Linked DNA regions of Zea mays: region 2 is linked to region 1. A link is a contact called in public Hi-C data. All regions are on one chromosome and are shown on one strand. The core of a region is the stretch at or near the end of the contact, and the rest is flanking DNA. Distances in the headings are between cores, read along the strand shown. Region 1 holds the start of LOC100383553. Region 2 holds the start of LOC100304385 (leunig-related8).

What was found. A called contact is a pair of places that touch in the nucleus more often than the background predicts.
Region 2: a contact with region 1 is called in a Hi-C map of endosperm, with 2.6 times the contacts expected there. The contact joins the promoter of LOC100304385 here to the promoter of LOC100383553 in region 1. A contact is called at or near these places in 5 of 25 Hi-C or Micro-C datasets (ear, endosperm, leaf and 1 more).

What each region holds. Positions count from the first base shown.
Region 1 is chr6:13,771,809-13,776,918 of Zm-B73-REFERENCE-NAM-5.0, reverse strand. It overlaps LOC100383553, which reads left to right and starts at 2,903. Exons shown (of 6, transcript NM_001349063.1): 1 at 2,903-3,233; 2 at 3,605-3,850; 3 at 4,034-4,095. The coding sequence starts at 3,627.
Region 2 is chr6:14,010,294-14,015,403 of Zm-B73-REFERENCE-NAM-5.0, reverse strand. It overlaps LOC100304385 (leunig-related8), which reads right to left and starts at 2,736. Exons shown (of 5, transcript NM_001346256.1): 1 at 2,500-2,736.

The DNA of each region.
Region 1 (5,110 bases), core at 1,654-4,153:
GAGGCTGGGCTCGGGCGAGGCGAGATCGTGTCCCTTGAGTGGACTGAGTCTTGACCTTAATCGCGCCCATCAGGCCTTTGCAGCTTTGTGCTGATGGGGGTTACCAGCTGAGATTAGGAGTCTTGGGGGTACCCCTAATTATGGTCCCCGACAGCGCCCGTGTTCCGTTCCTCGAACGGCTCGCGCAACAGCTGCCCCGCGGACCACTCGTCCCGCCGCATTAACTCCGCGGCAGGGCAGGCGACACCTTTGGCAGGCGAAGCGGGCGACGCTTCACCTCCGCCATGATGACCGCGTCAAAAAAGGTGCGCCACATCGTTCAATTTCGTATCATTTTCCTCTTCCCCTTTCTCTCTCTTGCTACAGTGACCGGGAAAGGGGATACTCCGAAAGGGATCCTTCTCTGCGAAGGAAGCGGGCCCCGAGCCCTCCTACTGATCAGGGGTTCGAAGGCTGGCCCCTCGGAAGGGTTCGACAGCCACCCTAGAGCACTCGGGCTCCTCACCCACTACTGGTCAGAGGTTCGAAGGCTGGCCCCTCAGAAGGGTTCGACAGCCGCCTCAGGCCACTCGGGCTCCGCGCCCACTACTGATCAGGGGTTCGAAGGCTGGCCCCCCGAAGGGTTCGACAGCCGCCTCAGAACACGCAGAGCGAGGGATGACTCTGGGTACGTCCAATACATGGCTGAGGCTCGGGCTATGCTCCCGAGGTACCCTAGGACATTTCCGAGACCAGCAGGAGCGATTCTGTAACGGAATCCCATCAGAGGGAGGCATCGAGCCCTTGGACCCTATCAAACGGGACCGGGTCCGGCAAATCACCTGCAGGTACTTTTGGAGCGCGCCTCTAGGCCACTAGCCGACCCTTATCGAACGGGGCACGGGCATCCACTCGGATCACCCGTTAGCAACTCACTGGAGACACCATGTTCGGTGCCCTCCGAGGGCAACATGGCGCTTTCCCCCCTCCTCCTTGCGGAAAGGCGACGAAGGGGCGTATGATAAAAGCCGAGTCAGTCCTTGACCGTCCTCTCGCTCTGTGCGGAGGCTCGGGGGCTGCTCTCGCAAACCCGACCCCGGCCAAACCGTTGACGGCGTCAACATACCAGTCCGAGAACTTGGAACCTGACCATGCACCCGGGCTATGACCAGATCGCATGAGGGAACAACCAGACCGGCCGAGGCGTCACGAAAGGCACTAAGACCTCGGAGGAGTCAAACCACTCCTCCGAGGCCTCGGGGGCTACACTCGGCGGGTGCGCTCGCGCGGACCCACCAGAACAAAATGTAACCGAGAAAGGCCGGTCCCCTTGCAAAAAAAGTGCGACAAAGCCTCCAAGCAAGTACCAACACTCCCTTTGAGGCTCGGGGGCTACTGTCGGAGACCATAATTAGGGGTACCCCCAAGACTCCTAAACTCGGCTAGTAACCACCATCAGCACAAGCTGCAAAGGCCTGATGGGCGCAATACAGGTCAAAGCTCCGTCCACTCAATGGACACGATCTCGCCTCGCCCGAGCCCAGCCTCGGGCAGGAACAGTAGACCCAGGCGGATTCACGCCTCGCCCGAGGGCCTCCTCAAGCAACAGGCACACCTTCGACTCGCCCGAGGCCCAGCTCGGGCAGGCTTCACAGTGAAGCAACCTTGGCCAGATCGCCTCGCCAACCGACCGTATCGCAGGAGCATTCAATGCAAGGATCGCCTGACACCTTATCCTGACGCGCGTTCCTCAGTCGGTAGGGCTGAAGTGACCGCAGTCACTTCGCCCCTCCACTGACTGACCTGACAGGAAAACAGCGCTGCCTGCCCTGCTCCGACTGTTGTGCCACCCGCCAGGGTGAGGCTGACAGCAACTGAGTCCAGCCTCAGGCGCCATAGGAAGCTCCGCCTCGCCCGACCCGGGGCTCGGCCCCCGCCTCGACCTCGGAAGACGGTCTCCGCCTCGCCCGACCCCAGGGCTCGGACTCAGCCTCGACCTCGGAAGACGGTTTCCGCCTCACCCGACCCAGGGCTCGGACTCAGTCTCGACCTCGGAGGAGTCACCGCCTCGCCCGACCTTGGGCTCGGACCGGCCACGTTACAGGGGGGCACATCATTACCCTACCCCTAGCTAGCTCAGGCTACGAGGGACAGGACCGACGTCCCATCTGGCTCGCCCCGGTAAACAAGTAATGATGGCACCCCGCGTGCTCCCATGACGACGGCGGTTCTCAGCCCCCTACGGAAGCAAGGAGACGTCAGCAAGGACCCGACAGCCCCGACAACTGTGCTTCTACAGGGCTCAAGCGCTCCTCCGACGGTCACGACATCACATGAACAGGGCACTAACACCTCTCCGACAGCCATATCGGCATGTACATAGGGCTCTGGCTCCTCTCTGCCGGACACGTTAGCACGTTGCTACACCCCCCATTGTACACCTGGACCATCTTCTTACATCTATAAAAGGAAGGTCCAGGGCCCTCGTACGAGAAGGTGGCCGCACGGGAGGACGAGCTGACGGACAGACTCTCTCTCCCTCCCTCGCGAACGCTTGTAACCCCCTACTGCAAGCGCATCCGCCCTGGGCGCAGGATAACACGAGCCGTGGTTCCCTCTTTTTTCCTCCTTGTGTTCCATCTCGCGCCGATCCATCTGGGCTGGGACACGCAGCGACAATTTACTCGTCGGTCCAGGGACTCCGGGGTCGAAACGCCGACAGATATTCTGTATTAAATTAATAGCTCTGAATCAACACTTCCCTAATCCCTATCATCGTCAGCATTGTGTTTTGGATATATTAAATTTTGTAATAGGGGAAAAAAAACTCGCTCCACGCCATCCCGACCGCCGCCGCCACGTCGTCAGCGTCGACCCTAATCTCAAGAAAAAGCCACCAAAGAGGCAATAGGCAGCCGCCCAGCCTTGAAGCCGTCAGCGTCGACCCGCCTCACGCTTGTTCGCCCGTTCTCCCTCTTCCCGGAGTTAGGTACGACGACGTGCCGCCGCTAGGTACCTCCGCGCGAAGACGACGCGCCGCTGGTAGGTAGGCCGTAGGCGCGCAGCCCGCAGCCGTAGAGCTGCCCAGGCCCGGCCGACTCCCGATCTGCATCTCTCGGACCGCCCGATGCCCTGCGGGCTGCGTCCAGCGTAACCTCGCCTCCCAGCGCCAGGGTAAACCGGCCCCAGCGAGGGACGCGCCTCAAGCGGAGCCCGACAGACCGGCAGCTGAAACCCTTGCCAACTGGCTCCTGGTGAGTGCCTACTTCCCACTTAGGTTAGAGATTTTGAATGTATATTGCTTTCAAAGTTATTGTTAATCTGACGCGGCAGCATCGCGTGATTCTCCACTGAAATCCTACTGCAGATTTGTGTGTCAAGCACTGATACGTATGTTTCCGAATGTATATGAAAATTTGCTGTTTCCGTTCCTTGGGGAAATACTGAATTCTGGCCTTCCCATACCCTAGGTGGCTAGGTTAAAATCCTGGGTCTGCCACTGCTTGGATGCATGCTCCCCCCCTGGATTTCCTTTTATCCACAATCAAATTCAAATCCCAGCCTCTGAACTGCACTTTACTTTCCCCCCACAAGTTTTGCTGACTTTACTTTTTTTCCCCACAAGTTTTGCCGGGTTGAAGAGAACCATGCAGGACATGAAGCCCGCCGCTGCTGCAGTCGCCAAGGTGGTGGCTGGTGACTCGCCTCCCTCTGCTGCTAGTCCTGCTCCTGCGCCAGCAGTGGCCAACAGCAATGGGACACCACAGAAGCCGCCTCCTATTCCTGCCGCCGCCTTCGACATGCCCAAGCCAAACCTCCGGGGCCTTAACAAGCCCAAGTGCATCCTGTGTGGTAACATCGCCCGCTCCCGGTAAGAAGACAGAGTTTATCGATACTTCCTTATTAGGCAGAACTATTTCCTCCTACTTGTGGTATGGTGTGCGGAGGCAGTTTACAGGCAACTAAGAACCTTCACCTTTGTTATGTGATAGAGACCACGGTGATTTTTTATTTGTTAATGAATTATATGCGCGCACTCTGCTTGGCCTTTCAGGTGCCCATTCCAGTGTTGCAAGAGCTGCTGCTACAAGGCTCAGAATCCTTGCCACATCCATGGTATGTGTGATATACTCCTGATAATCTGCACTTGAAGTTAGTGACCTACAAGCAGTTTGGTGAATGGTGATATTCTATATAAATATCTGCACACTTGCATATCTGGTCTAGCCAGTTTACCAGGCATCCCTTCTATTTTTTGGTTAGGCAAAATTGCCTCTATAGCCCTCTCCATGAATCATTCTTAACATACTACTCTCCAAACTCAGTGTTCTATCTTATCACTCTCTAGTCCCTACTCAGTTTTCCCCACCCTTGTGCTGTGCGACACGATTGAAAACCAGTGGCACAGGTTGGAATGCAGGATTCTCACAGTTACATTCTCTGTCTCCAAGGCCACTCGTCACTCACAATCCCCTGTCGCTTTCTGTCTTTACTCTCAATCTTCTACCCCTGCAGCCACTGCAGATCTCACCATCCTCAGTGCAGGGCACTCTCTAGTGGACATCACCATGGTGCTTGATGTCCATGAGCAAGCAATGCCACCTGCATGAGGTCATCTCTTAGGGACTACACCAGGAGTGAAGCTGTGCTCCATGCACATAACCGTGCGCGTGGGGGTGGATGAGGGAGAGGGAGGTAAGGAGACAGCAGGTTTGATGGAATACTATGACAAGCAATCAGGAAGGGAATGTGTTCTATATTATAAAATGGATAACTGAGTTTGGACATCAGTATTAGCAAAACAGATTGTGGAAAATGCTATCGAGGCAACTTCACCTTTTTTCTACTCTCATCCAGCAGTTGTTCCAGATTTTTTTTATATTTAGGGATACATTTGGTTTCGTAGCTGAAACGAGCTTGCTTAGAAGTGCAAGCTAGCAGATTTAACCAATCCATCCTAGCAATGTGTTACTATTTATTTGTTTTCTTAGACAATTGAATTGGTTATTAGCAGTCCGAAATTACCATCCAGAATTAATGCCTGAAACAATGTTTGGAACATAGTCACGAATTTTGTGGATCAACGGGGTCGAGGCACATGGTTTCCTACTTACAAACTTGCGAGAGGTTT
Region 2 (5,110 bases), core at 1,487-3,986, 240 kb before region 1:
CTGGCACGGGGGCCTAGGCCCACGAGTCATCCTCCTTGGGCGCCGGTTCCTGGGTACAGAGAAGTCGCACCACCGCTCGCGCCAGTACCGCGCCTACTCGAGGCCGCCGCGGAAGACTGAGAAGGTGAATTTTCAAAACCTATCGGGGCACCCCGCGCATGGCCCAGCGAAACCATCAAGTACGGAAGTCACGGGTCAGTCAGCCGCGGGGACAGGCGTGACAGTTGGCGTGAACAGGCAGTAACTACAACAGCAAGCGCGCGGAAGCAGCGTGCCAATCGCCAATCAAACTTAGGCCCCATCTGCAGGCTCGTTCCCTCCCCTGAGGCGGGCCCGAGGGCCACTGTCGATACCCTAAATCAGGGGTATCCCTTACTACAGTATGAAGGCACGATGCCCGTGCGGCAATCTCTAGCCGCGCGGTAAACAGCACCCAACCCCACCGCGTGGACGGCTCCAGGGGCACCACGTGGCCAGAAAAGATGATATATACCAGAATGCAATCAGTTGGACCGGACCTCCACGAGGAAGCACCGGACCCCTGTACGCACAGCCCGGACCCCCGGATACGGTCCGGGACCCCCAAGTAAGCATGTCGGGTCCCTTGGATGGGGTCCGGATCCCTTCGAGTAAGGACCGGGCCACCCATAACAAGGTCCCAGAACAGGGGATACCCTAGCCTAAGCAAGGGTCCGGTACTAACACGTGTCCAGGCTTTATCCTGTGCGCTTGCGCTCCCCGCTCAAGCGGAGACCCGATGCTGCCACGTGGCTTGTTGCCCGTGACGTAAGCCAACGAGCGGAGCCTGACGTAAGGCCTCTGGGCCGCGCGGTCTCTGCATTTATTACGAAGAGGACGCGCCGCCTGTCCACCCTGCTGACGGGCGATGTGCCGCCTCAGCATTTATTGTGACCTGTCCACTCAGCTGGCAGGCGGCGTACAGACCATCCTGCAAGCGGTGTGCCTGTCCAGTCCATTGCCAAACAGTACGTCTGTGCTGCAAGGTGCACTGTGGCCATCATCACTTATGCGTTGCCAGGGAAGCTTCCCCTGCACGCCAATACCACGCAGATCGCGGATGTCAGGGTGCAAGAAGATTGCTCCAAACAACTCCAAGTATTACATCCATTATATTCCTGGACCCACATGTCGGGGCTCAGCACCCTTGTACGCTCCCCCCTTGAACTATAAAAGGGAAGGCATGCAACGTTACAAAGAAAAAGAAACACACTCGACGGACAGACTCAAGCACACTTAGACCTAGCTTAGGCTCACAAGTTCAAACAAGCTCAATACATTACACAGTGGAGTAGGGTGTTACGCTCCGGCGGCCCGAACCACTCTAAACTCTTGCGTGTTCTTGAGTTCATCGTTAATCTGCCAACAGGCAAAACGCTTAAGCCCCCTCTTCATCTTAGGATTAGGGCGGGTGCATTCCGCCACCCGACCGGAGATTTCCCTCTCCGATAGTATCCCACAGTGTAATCAAAGGCAGGACAAAAATTAGGCTGCGCACATCAAAGCAAAGCCATGACAACACTATCTTGTGCTAGGCATCTCTGATTTAAAAGAACATTGCTACAATGTAGCCAAGCAACGTAGTTGGAAAAGAACAACCAATGGTTAGCAGTGATTACTGCTACTACTTGAACCAAGAAGTGACAAAGCATACTAAAAGGAATGTGCATAGTGAACGATACATATGCCAGTCAGCATCAGCCAGCCTTCGAAGCAGCCAAAAAGTTCCAGATCTAATCCAATCCCAACACCTACCGATGGTAAAGCTACGACTGCAAGCACATTCCACAAAGGGATGCACAAGTTGCAGTTAGGTTGCAAAGTACAAACAAGAAGAAGCATGCTGCTAGAGCGTCATGCTTGGGTAAACCAAAGTCTCCCAATCCAGCCAATCCTATTTTGTCCATATATCAGTACAGGATAAGGCACGCAGCATCAACTGTCTAGCACCACCAGGCACCAGCAGCCATCTCCTGTAGTCATGTCCTCGTAATGCTACTTTCCACAGGCACCGTTCCTTGCACACCGAAAGATTCCCACGCACAGGGGGCACGCATCCATTCCCTTCACAACCAGAGCATAAGTAGCAAATGGATCAGCACGGAGTCATTAACGGCAACACGCAGATCCACGTCGGCAATCTACTCGTGCCATCACTAGCAACTTGCTCAATTAACCACCAGGAACCCGCGGCCGACGCGTACCCCTCAGTAACCAACTCCGCGCATCGGACAAGGAAACGCAGCAGACGGCGCCGTGGCGCGCCCCGATCACGGAATCGCTCCCCGCCCACTGCCACCATCACACGCACACACACCACCCAACCCAGCACCAGTTGTGGAGCAAAAGTTCAATCATCTGTTCATCGCACCTAGCCAGGGCGGCGCGGGCAGTAACCGGCACACGTAAGCGGACAAGCTCCCCGTCCCACGCGGCGGTCAGCGAGGGTTAGCGATCGGAGCAGAGGGGGAGGGGCCTAACCTCCAGCCGGGAGTCCCGATCCCGCCGATTCGCCGAGAAACCACAAGAGGAGCCCAGAATCTGAGCCGAATCGCGCGGAATCTCCGGGGAATCGCCGGCCCCGGCGGAGAGGAGGCGGCCCAGCGGTCGGATTGGGTGGGGGAAAGCGGCGAGAGGGAGCGGAGGTGTAGGGAGAGGGAGGAATGGAGGGGGGAGGGGTGGTCCGGTGTTTGGCTTTGGGGAGAGAGTGGGGAAACAGACTGAACGGAAAAAAGGTTGTGATGCAGGGAGGGGGCACACACAGGCACACAGCAGGCAGGCGCACCACCAGGATTAAAAAAACAAAAAACAAAAAACAAAAACAAAGGGTAGACTAGATGAGTACGCGACGCCCCGCGTTACCTTCCCTGCGGATCTTTTGCTTTATGCTGTCTTCAACAGTTTCATTTAAATTTCGTCCCCTAAAATAATATTAAAGTGTCCAGAATATTAGAGCGTCCCCTAAAAGAATATTAGTGTCGTCGTTTCGAGACCGGGGTCCCTCGGGCCGACGAGTGAGTGCCGCGTGCCCCAGCCCAGATGGGTCGAGCGCGTGGGCGAGCGCGAAGGGGGGAAAGGAGCGAGGCGGCCGGAGACCGGCGTGAGAGAGGTGGGAATCCCGCGGCCTTCGTGTTCGTCCCGCGCCCAGGTCGGGTGCGCTTGCAGTAGGGGGTTACAAGCGTCCACGCGGGAGAGGGAAGCGAGCGGCCCCAAGAGAGCGCCTGCCCCCGTCCTCGTCCCCGCGCGGCCAACCCTCTCTAAGAGGGCCCTAGTCCTTCCTTTTATAGTCGTAAGGAGAGGATCACTACACCAAAATCATACACTTCCTACGGTTTTTTAACTTCCTACAGCTTTTATAACAAACCGTAGGAAATAAATAACTTCCGAGAGGCAATTGGTAGCTCTAGGAAATAAACATAACTTCCTACGGTATTTTATAAAAGCTGTCGGAAGTAAAAAAACCGTAGGAAGTTAGATAACTTCCTACGGCCTCCTCTAGGAAGTTAGGTTTCAGCTGTTGACTAGTCAAACGAAAAGCTAACTTCCTACGGCTGGCTCTAGGAAGTTAGCTGCCCAGCTAACTTTCTACGGCCTCCTCTAGGAAGTTAGGTTTCAGTTGTTGACCAGTCAAACGAAAAGCTAACTTCCTACGGCTGGCTCTAGGAAGTTAGCTGCCCAGATAACTTCCTACGGCCTCCTCTAGGAAGTTAGTTCTCAGTTGTTGACCAGTCAAACAAAAATTTAACTTCCTACGGCCAGCTCTAGGAAGTTACTTAACTTCCTAGAGTAAATGTACAAACTCTAGAAAGTTACGTAACTTCCTACAACTTTACTCTAGTAAGTTATGTTTTTTATTTTAAATCTCTACTCAACCTTATCTTCTCTCTCGCCTTTCTCAACCCGTCTCTCTCTCTGTCTCTTGGAGCCGCCAGCCGCAACCGCCGCCTGCCCCCGCCGCGGCCACCCCCGGCCCCTGACGCGCCGACCACGGACGCCCGTTCCACCGGATCTCGTGGTTCCAATCCGTCGTGGCCTTGACTCCCTCGCAACCTGCTTCTACGACCAACCCACACATACGTACGACATTTCCCTCCCTCTCCTCTCGGCGCCCTGCCAGACGCCATCTCCTTCCTGTACTGCGTCCGGTCCGGGTGCTTGGCTGCTTGCTCCCTCCCCGGGATCCTGGCTCTTTGTTTATTCTACCCAAGCGTACTTCGCCTCCATTAGTTAATTTGCTCCCGTCGATCACTTGTTAATCCCTGGTGCGCGATTCAAGAACCGTGCGCGTGTTTCATACAAGACCTCCGATTTGCTCCCGGAAAGTTTCTGTTTTTTTAATCCGAGTTGATTCATCAAATGATGAGGCAGAGCTAGCTAGGTAGCTCGTCATTTCGTGCTGTTTTGATTTGATACCGAGCTAGCTTAGTGGTTGTTTGAATAGAGGTTAGCATCAGTAGCACGCATCGTTGTGGCTCAATAGTACGATTACTTCTCTTTTGCCATTTATTTCCTCCCCTTCTGGCTTCTAGATGATCAATACTACGTAACTGTGAGAGGTCGCCCCCTCGGTAGCAAGCAAATTCATTGAATGCAATCTGCAGCAGCTCTCCGCTAGCTGCTCGCCATTTCGTCCTACTGCGCCTGCATCGGTACTGTCCTGTACTACCAAATGCCAATCCATCTGGACACTGCAGATCCAGATGCACGCGTAGTCGTCGTGTCGCTGCAGCTGCTCCTTGTGGTGCCATGGTAGGACGAGACGGCCGCTCGAGCCACAGAGAAATAATGGGGGGCTGCTTGTCCCTGGCGCTGGCACGTCTTCCTCGTCGTGTCGCTGCAGCTGCTCCTTGTGGCGCCAAGGCAGGACAAGACTGCCGCTCGAGCTCTCAATTTCACCAGGCAGGATTTCCTCAGGGCCTTCGTCTTTGGCGCCGGCACGTCAGCTTATCAGGTAGGTAGGATCAGTAAAGCTCGCGCGAGTTTCGTCGTACATCTTTTAGTTCAGCCTCTTGGGGGTTGTTTGAAGAGAGTTCTTGGACTAACTTCATCTTAATTCTCGGTCAACTCTATTGTTTCCCTACAGCTTAACGTC